2 separate regions of the Rattus norvegicus genome follow, and region 1 is linked to region 2. A link is a contact called in public Hi-C data. All regions are on one chromosome and are shown on one strand. Each heading gives the region's core, a stretch centred on a gene start, on an enhancer-like site or on the middle of the called end of the contact. The rest is flanking DNA. Distances are from core to core; before and after follow the strand shown.

Region 1 (3,578 bases), core at 365-2,864, 55 kb before region 2:
CACATGAACTGTATCAGAGAAGCGCATACAAGACTTTCAGATGTATTTAAGAACTCAGAGTTCTTTGGAGGAGATGGGGCTACATTTGTTTGTTTGTCTGTCTGTCTGTCTATTTAAGGGTCAGGCACTTGGGAAGGTCAGGGGACAACTTGGGGTTGGCTCTCCTTCCACCTTTCTGGTTCAGGGACATCAGGCTTGCTGTCGTCCTTTACCAACTAAGGCCTCCTGCCTGCCCCATCCATCATTTTATCTGCACACTTCTAACAGCTTACAAAAGTACAAGCACATACTATCACACTACCAAAGGCTGGAGATATGTCACCTTGGTGTCAGAATCTGTCACCCCAGGTGAATTGTTCAGGGTGTCCTCACTTGCGGCATAAAGACAAAAATTAGCTAACTCGCATTGCATTAATAAAAAAACAGTCTCTGGGCTGAACTCAGCAATCCCCAACTCAGCGCAGAGTTCGTGCCATCTGGTAGCTTCTGTTGATGGTCAGGAAAATGACACAAGGTACATAAAAGCATCGATGCTTAAGTCTAGAAAGGTCTTTGACCCTGCGGTTGCTATGCTGCGTCTGTACTCCCAACACCTCTCCTTCCTCCCCTGACAATCAAGGATCTTGTTTGCTTTTGCTTTGTTGTTTTGTGGGTTTTGCTTTTTAGATTTTTTTGAAACAGGGTCTTTTACTCTGTGGCCCAGGCTGGTTTCAAACTCATCTTTAAAGCACGAAGGATGCTGATGATGCCGAGATGGGTATGAGATTCCGTATTCTTGAGGAGCTCTCAAGAAAGCACAGTAAAGATGGACTAATGGTTGTATGTGACTGCATACTTTAGATATAGGAAGAGCACCTCATGGCTCAGCAGTCCACTGGGCAGCAGAGTCTTTTGGAAGGAAGATATACTCTTTGAGTTATCGAAGCATGGAATAATCTTTTGGGGGCTGAAGAACAAGTCCATATTCCACAATAACACAAGGTGTGGAAAGGGCACAGTCTCCAATATAACCCTTTAATCCCAAGTTACTAAAAATGTGGACCATGAACCAAACTGTTAGCAGTCCTGAGCCCAAAAGCAGGTTCCTTAGCTTTTAGAAACTTCTGTGTCTTTGACATTGCCTCAGCATCTAGGTATGTAAGTGATCCCTTGAACAGAAGATAAAACAAAAGTGAACATTCATTATAGTTGAAAATTTGGAAGTAAATGAGTAGCAGCCCTCCTGAATGGCATGATCTTCATTTATAGTTTGTAGAGCACTATAAAATGCTCTGAGTGAGTACTTTGGTTAAAGCCAAAATCAAGTTTGAAGTGAGATTCAGTGGAACAGGCTCGCTTGTAACTTAGCAGATGCTCCAAATTCCCCCGTCTTTTTGAGTGTTTCTACAAAGCACCAGAAAACTCTCCAAAGCTGTCTCAAGGACCTCAAAGTCCACCCCAAGAAGCTCAGGGTCTCCAGCACAGGGAATGGGGACAGGGCAGACAGCAAATATGGAAGGGCCAAAAAACGCCATTCCATTAATCCTACTCTGAGGCAGGAAACAGAGCAGCCAATGACTTGGGAGGAACAGGGATGGTGTGAAATGGAACTGAGGTAAGCCGGCAGTCCAAACACAACGTCCTCTCTTATGTAAGAAACCACAGCCGTGTGCTAGCTGCCAGGGTAAAATAATGTGCCTCTGTGTGAGCGACTTGGAGCTGAGAAACTAGGCCGGAATGGGGGTTTGTCAAAGCCATGTACACATGGGCTGTTCATGGGTATTCCGTCTCCACAGTGGGCTCTGACAGTGAGAAAAACCAGACACAGGGCCAACTGACCAAAGTGGCCACACTTTCTAGCCCTTGCATGGACCGCTACCTCACGTGTGCCCAACGCCCCTCCTTTCAATACACACTTACAACCTGGACATTCTACACCCTTCCAGTAGCTTCTTTGGGGCTAACTAAGTTAAAAGCTTTAGGGAGTAAAAAGGAGGACTTCCAGACAGGCGGAGAGAAATGGACCAAGGAATGTTGCATTTGGCCTTAGGCAGCTTAGGTTTCAGAAGCCCTCAGCCTGGAAGCACACAGATGTGTGCAACCATTCTTTCCTGCTATAAATTTCAGAAAACCAATGTGGCAATTCTTGGAATCCCCAGTGAACATTTCCATCCCTCAGCAAAGGAGATGGAAGATCTGAGAAGGTAACGTTGGTGACAGTCACCCAAGGCCCAAGCAGGCAAGGTCGCTTCTTCAGAGATACTTCTAAGAGCATCCAGCGAGCAGGAGCTTTGTAAACGAAGAGGAGCGTTCCTTTCTGTGACAGACAGACAGACACAGAAAACCCAAAGCCAGTTGACCCAGAGAATGAAGGAAAATGTTATATTCTGTCATAGATGTTCTCTCTTTAAAGCCTCAGAAACAGAAATTCATCCAGGTGAAAAGGAAGAGAGAAAATGGGGAGAGAAAGGATAACATTTAGATGTCTACGGTACAAGTGGGTCTCGGGTCACCTCCAGGCCACAGTGACAGAGTGACTTGGTCAAGCAATTACAGGTATGAGAAAAGACATGCATACATGTCCTACATATGGCTATACATACATACATACATACATACATACATACATACATGTCTACCAGGGATCACAGAGGGCTGATTCCTTCCTGAGAATTGTCATTAACCTGAAACTTAAGGATTTAAAAATCAAGATGTTGGGGTTGGGGATTTAGCTCAGTGGTAGAGCGCTTGCCTAGCAAGCGCAAGGCCCTGGGTTTGGTCCCCAGCTCCAAAAAAAAAGAAAGAAAAAAAAAATCAAGATGTTGAGGAAGTTTTGAGAGAGCCATCATGGGGGAGGACCCTCAGTTTGGAGAGAGGGTAGTTTGTGGCCCAAACTAATTTATTACAACTAGAGCTTAGAGTATGGGATGGTAGAGTGGCTTGCACAAAAGGCTGAAGGGTGGATGGAGCCCCATTTGTCAGAGATTTTCAGCTTACTTAAGAATTGAAAAATGTATCCCTAAAGACCATAGGAAGAAATGTAGCATTTTAAGTAGGAAAGTTCGTGCTTAAGAGTTTTACTTTAAAAGATTAGTGTAGGGCTGGAGAGATGGCTCAGCGGTTAAGAGCACCCGACTGCTCTTCCAGAAGTCATGAGTTCAATTCCCAGCAACCACATGGTGGCTCACAACCATCTGTAAGGAGATCCGATGCCCTCTTCTGGTGTATCTGAAGACAGCTACAGTGTACTTATATATATATAATAAATAAAATAAATCTTTAAAAGCTAGTGTTTTAAAAAAAAAAAAGATTAGTGTAAAGAAAGATGATGGTCTGGTGGTCGCCTAGGCCAATGGTAGGCCCTTTTCAGGACAGGGTCAGACAGATCAGAGGACGCTTGAGTTTCAGGTTGAGTTAAGATAAACAGCTAATGCAGTGGGCTCAAGACAGAGATATGAACGCTGGCATCAGTTCTTGAGGAAGCCAAGGGATTGGATCAGGCATCCAGAGGAAGAGCTTAGTGGAACCAGAACAGACGTCATAACACACAGCATTTCTCATTTAGCTCCACATTTGCCAAGCCCAGCCCTGGACCTGCC
Region 2 (3,534 bases), core at 274-2,773:
AGTCTTCCAAAGTAAGGAAGAGGGGCTATCCTTAAAATCCATGTAGACGCCTCCTGCCCCTGCGTCTGTCCCTATCCTCCCAGAACTACTTGGTCATCACAGCCATCCATCTAACAAAGCAGTTTCCTGAAGTAGAAGATTCCCCTAAAACACAGCCTTCATCTGTCCTGGCAAATCTGTCAAGCCACAGCCTATTTACATACTGGTAGAGATTTAGGAGAATGAGTAACAGGCTGGGAAAGCAGGGAAGCCAGGTATTTAGCATGAGCTGCTCTGTCAGTTACTGCAGCTGCCTCACAGGCTCCTCTGCCCCTAGGGAGGGAAAGTCCTCCTCACACCATTCATCTCCATGCAGCCTGGGCCAGTTTTCACAGATCATCCATTCCCTGTGCCCTCAGGGAACCTCAGCCATCACCCCCCCTCCCTGCTCCCCAGGCAGGACCAAAGCCATGTTTACACACACAGGACTGAGTCCGGGGCTGAGACAGGCTTGCATTGAACAAAGATCTTTATAAAGATTCAAAGCATAGCAAAAGCAGGATCCTTCCTAAATATACATAAAATTCTGCTGTTAAAACATTTTCCTTCCTAAAAACTGTTTTTTAAAATTCCAATTTCAAAGGAATAAACCATTGTGCCCCAATTAGGTTTTGGATTAATGAGTGTAAAGGTGTATATGACATGGACACAACACTGAAACATCAATATTTAAAGAAAGAAATGTGTAGAATGACTCTATTATTCCCGCCATGTAAAAGCTAGTGTATCAGGGAAGAGAACAGCTCATTTCCAACGATGGTCTTACTCCCTGTCACCAATGCAGGGCCACCATCTGAAGAGCTGTGAAGCCTGTCAGTGTGGGGTGTAGGCACCAGGCTACAGCACAGGACACCCGGTGCTTTCTCCCACATGGAAAGACTTGCAGCATTAGTTGGCATGGCGTTGGCTTCTTCTTCAGACCCTAAGTCCAGGAGCAGTGCGGTGCATTCTGCCTCCGTCGTCCATCTGAACTCTACAGTCTAGCTGAGCACTCAGAGGAAGGAGTCGTGTGAATGGCGGTGAACACAATCCCCACCCGTTCATTTCCAGGTGAGCCGAGTGAGCCTAAGAAAACACCCTGGAAAGAAAAGGTGAACCTCCTCACCGGCCAACGCCGAGAGCTTTCTTAAGCCTAAGAAAGAAATGAAGGAAAACATCTTGTTTTCTTTTGTTTGAGACAGGATCTCAATCTATAGCTCCCATTGGCCTAAAGACCAGGAACTTGACAAGGAGACCAGGCTATCCTCAAATCTATCCTCCTTCCTCTGGCTCCCACATTCAGCTTGGAAGAAACAGCTTAAGGACAGGCATTAATGCCAAAGCCACCCTATTCCTGCAAAAAAGAGGACAGGAGAAGCCACTTTGACTAGCATTCAGGTCATCCACTCCAGAGGTGGAAAAGCCCTTTGCCACATACATGTTCCCTCGGGGCTGACAGACAACACTGAGCAGCAGCCAGCAGCAGTACTGAGGCCCCCACCCAGCACAAGGATGCCAAACAGAAGGCTTTTTCTTCTTCCCTCAGTTGAGGCTCCACAAAGCAGCCTCTCAGCCAGTGACACTGAAAGCAGGTTTGTTTGAACAACGTTTGCAGGGCCCATGTTTACTTTTTAAGACTCTCGTTAAAAGGACTTTTCTTTCCAACAGCTCGTGGTTGACACCAAAGCCACGAAACAGACCCAGCCTGGACTTGAGAGGATTGGGGTGGGGGGTGGAGAGGGAGGGAGCTGCTTTTGGCTTCTTTGGGAATTCCTTGAGGTTCTGGCTTGGACACATCTGCCTGAGGTGCAGGAGGATAGAAGGCAACACACAGGGAGCTTTTCAGAGACCATTAACAGTCAGTTTAGACCCCAGAGCCTGGCATCTGGTGCCAATCAAGAGAAAGGAGACACTGATGTCAATGCAACTGGATAGGAGAGAAATGAAACAAAGGCTTCCATTTGGGGTTGAGGGTACAATCCATCTATAGTCCCAAGTGGGCATGAGCACTGACTGTCCTGCCTCTCTGCTTCATGCTTCAGGGGTATGTGTGCACATATGTGCACCTCTGTGTGAGCCTCCGTGCGTGTGCGCCTGTGTGTGTGTGTGTGTGGGGGGGTGTTCCATAGGGTAATCACAGCAAACACGGTGAACAAAACAGAAAATGCATCCTCTAAGGATCTGACACTGGGGGAAGCAGAGGCAGACTTCCCATGAAATCTCCATAGCTCAAGACCTGCCTATCTGTGGAGAGTTCCATACCAGCCAAGGGATGGATAGTGAGACTGTGTCTCAAATTAATTAATTGATTAATAAAAGCATCAACTTGTATACTCTGGTTTTATTTTTGTTTTCTCATCAATTATTTCCTTAATTCTTTATTTTTTTAGGTATATGGGTGTTTTCCTTTGTGCATGTCAGAGCACCACATGCATGCCTGGTGCCTGCGTGGGTCAGAGGAGGATGTTAGAAGCCCTAGAATGAGAGTTAAGATGGTTGCTAGCCAGCATCTGTGTATTGGGGATGGAACCCAGGATATCTGAGAAAGCAGCCCGTATTCTTAACCACTGAGCCATCCCACCAGTCCCTCATTTTCTCTCTCTTTTTTTCTTTTTTTCTTTTTTTTTTTTTTTTTCCGCTTATAAGCTAAGGTAGTCTGTGGCTGGCCTGGAACTCACTGTGTAGAGCAGTTTGATCTTGAAGCTGTGGTGCCTCCTGTGCTGGTAACAGGGGTGTAATACACCAGTAGAGTTGCATGCTTATGTACCCTGAAGGGGGCTAATTAGGAATAAACACTTTTGTGCTGTCATGAGGAGAGACCCAGACTACAAATCTTACATGCACAGAAGGAATTTAAAGCCACAAGGCCATGTGATCACACGAAAGGAAGGGTACAGCAAGGGACATGGGACTAAGTGAACTCAGAGTATCTTAGTGTCTCAAGACCAGTAAGGAGAACTAGCAAAGGTCCATGAGTCAGAGTGACCAGAGAGACAGACTGGCAAAGAGTGCTACCTACCAAGCTGAGTGACTCGGACGGAAGACCACAGAGGAATCAACGGGGAGTGTGCATTTGTGATACAAGTGAACCGAGCTGGAGAGCTAGCCTCTGGGTCTGGAGTGTGGAAGCCATAGCAACCATGGCTCAGCACTTACAGAAGAGTGATAGTGACAGGAGTCTAACCGGTGGCTCCTAAGAAGAAAAGGCAGAACTGGGGCTGCAGCTCAAGGCCTGGTGACCTCCCCAGCACAGTGCATACAAGAGAAGGAGGAAAAGAAGAGGTGTCATGGCCATACACCCCACTCATCCCAGGGATCAGGAACTGAAGGTCTGCAGGCTATACAGCAGCTTTTAAGTCAACATGAGCTACATAAGGCCCTAACAGGCACCAAAACCAAACCAAGTCACTGCTGCCTAACAGACCAGCCACGATTAAACAACTGACAGTACCCAGTCATTTAAGGCAGAGGAAACCAGACAAATGTGCACACTCACAAGTGAGCCCAGACTTGACA

Evidence for each region. A called contact is a pair of places that touch in the nucleus more often than the background predicts.
Region 1: a Hi-C map of Schwann cells shows a contact between it and region 2, with 1.6 times the contacts expected there. The contact joins two enhancer-like sites. A contact is called at or near these places in 3 of 12 Hi-C or Micro-C datasets (the A7r5 cell line, Schwann cells and kidney) and 1 of 1 datasets of contacts at active chromatin or transcription factors (oligodendrocytes).

What each region holds. Positions count from the first base shown.
Region 1 is chr19:52,344,852-52,348,429 of GRCr8, reverse strand. The region is part of intron 8 of Wwp2 (WW domain containing E3 ubiquitin protein ligase 2); the gene reads right to left. Among named protein-coding and RNA genes, the nearest start is that of Mir140, 29 kb to the left of the region's middle. Within about 2 kb of position 1,614, at least 10 of the 93 cell types and tissues checked have an H3K27ac peak or open chromatin away from gene starts, as enhancers often do. A contact at or near this core is called in Schwann cells, where this site is marked.
Region 2 is chr19:52,289,845-52,293,378 of GRCr8, reverse strand. The region is part of intron 4 of Wwp2 (WW domain containing E3 ubiquitin protein ligase 2); the gene reads right to left. Among named protein-coding and RNA genes, the nearest start is that of Wwp2, 35 kb to the right of the region's middle. Within about 2 kb of position 1,523, at least 36 of the 93 cell types and tissues checked have an H3K27ac peak or open chromatin away from gene starts, as enhancers often do. A contact at or near this core is called in Schwann cells, where this site is marked.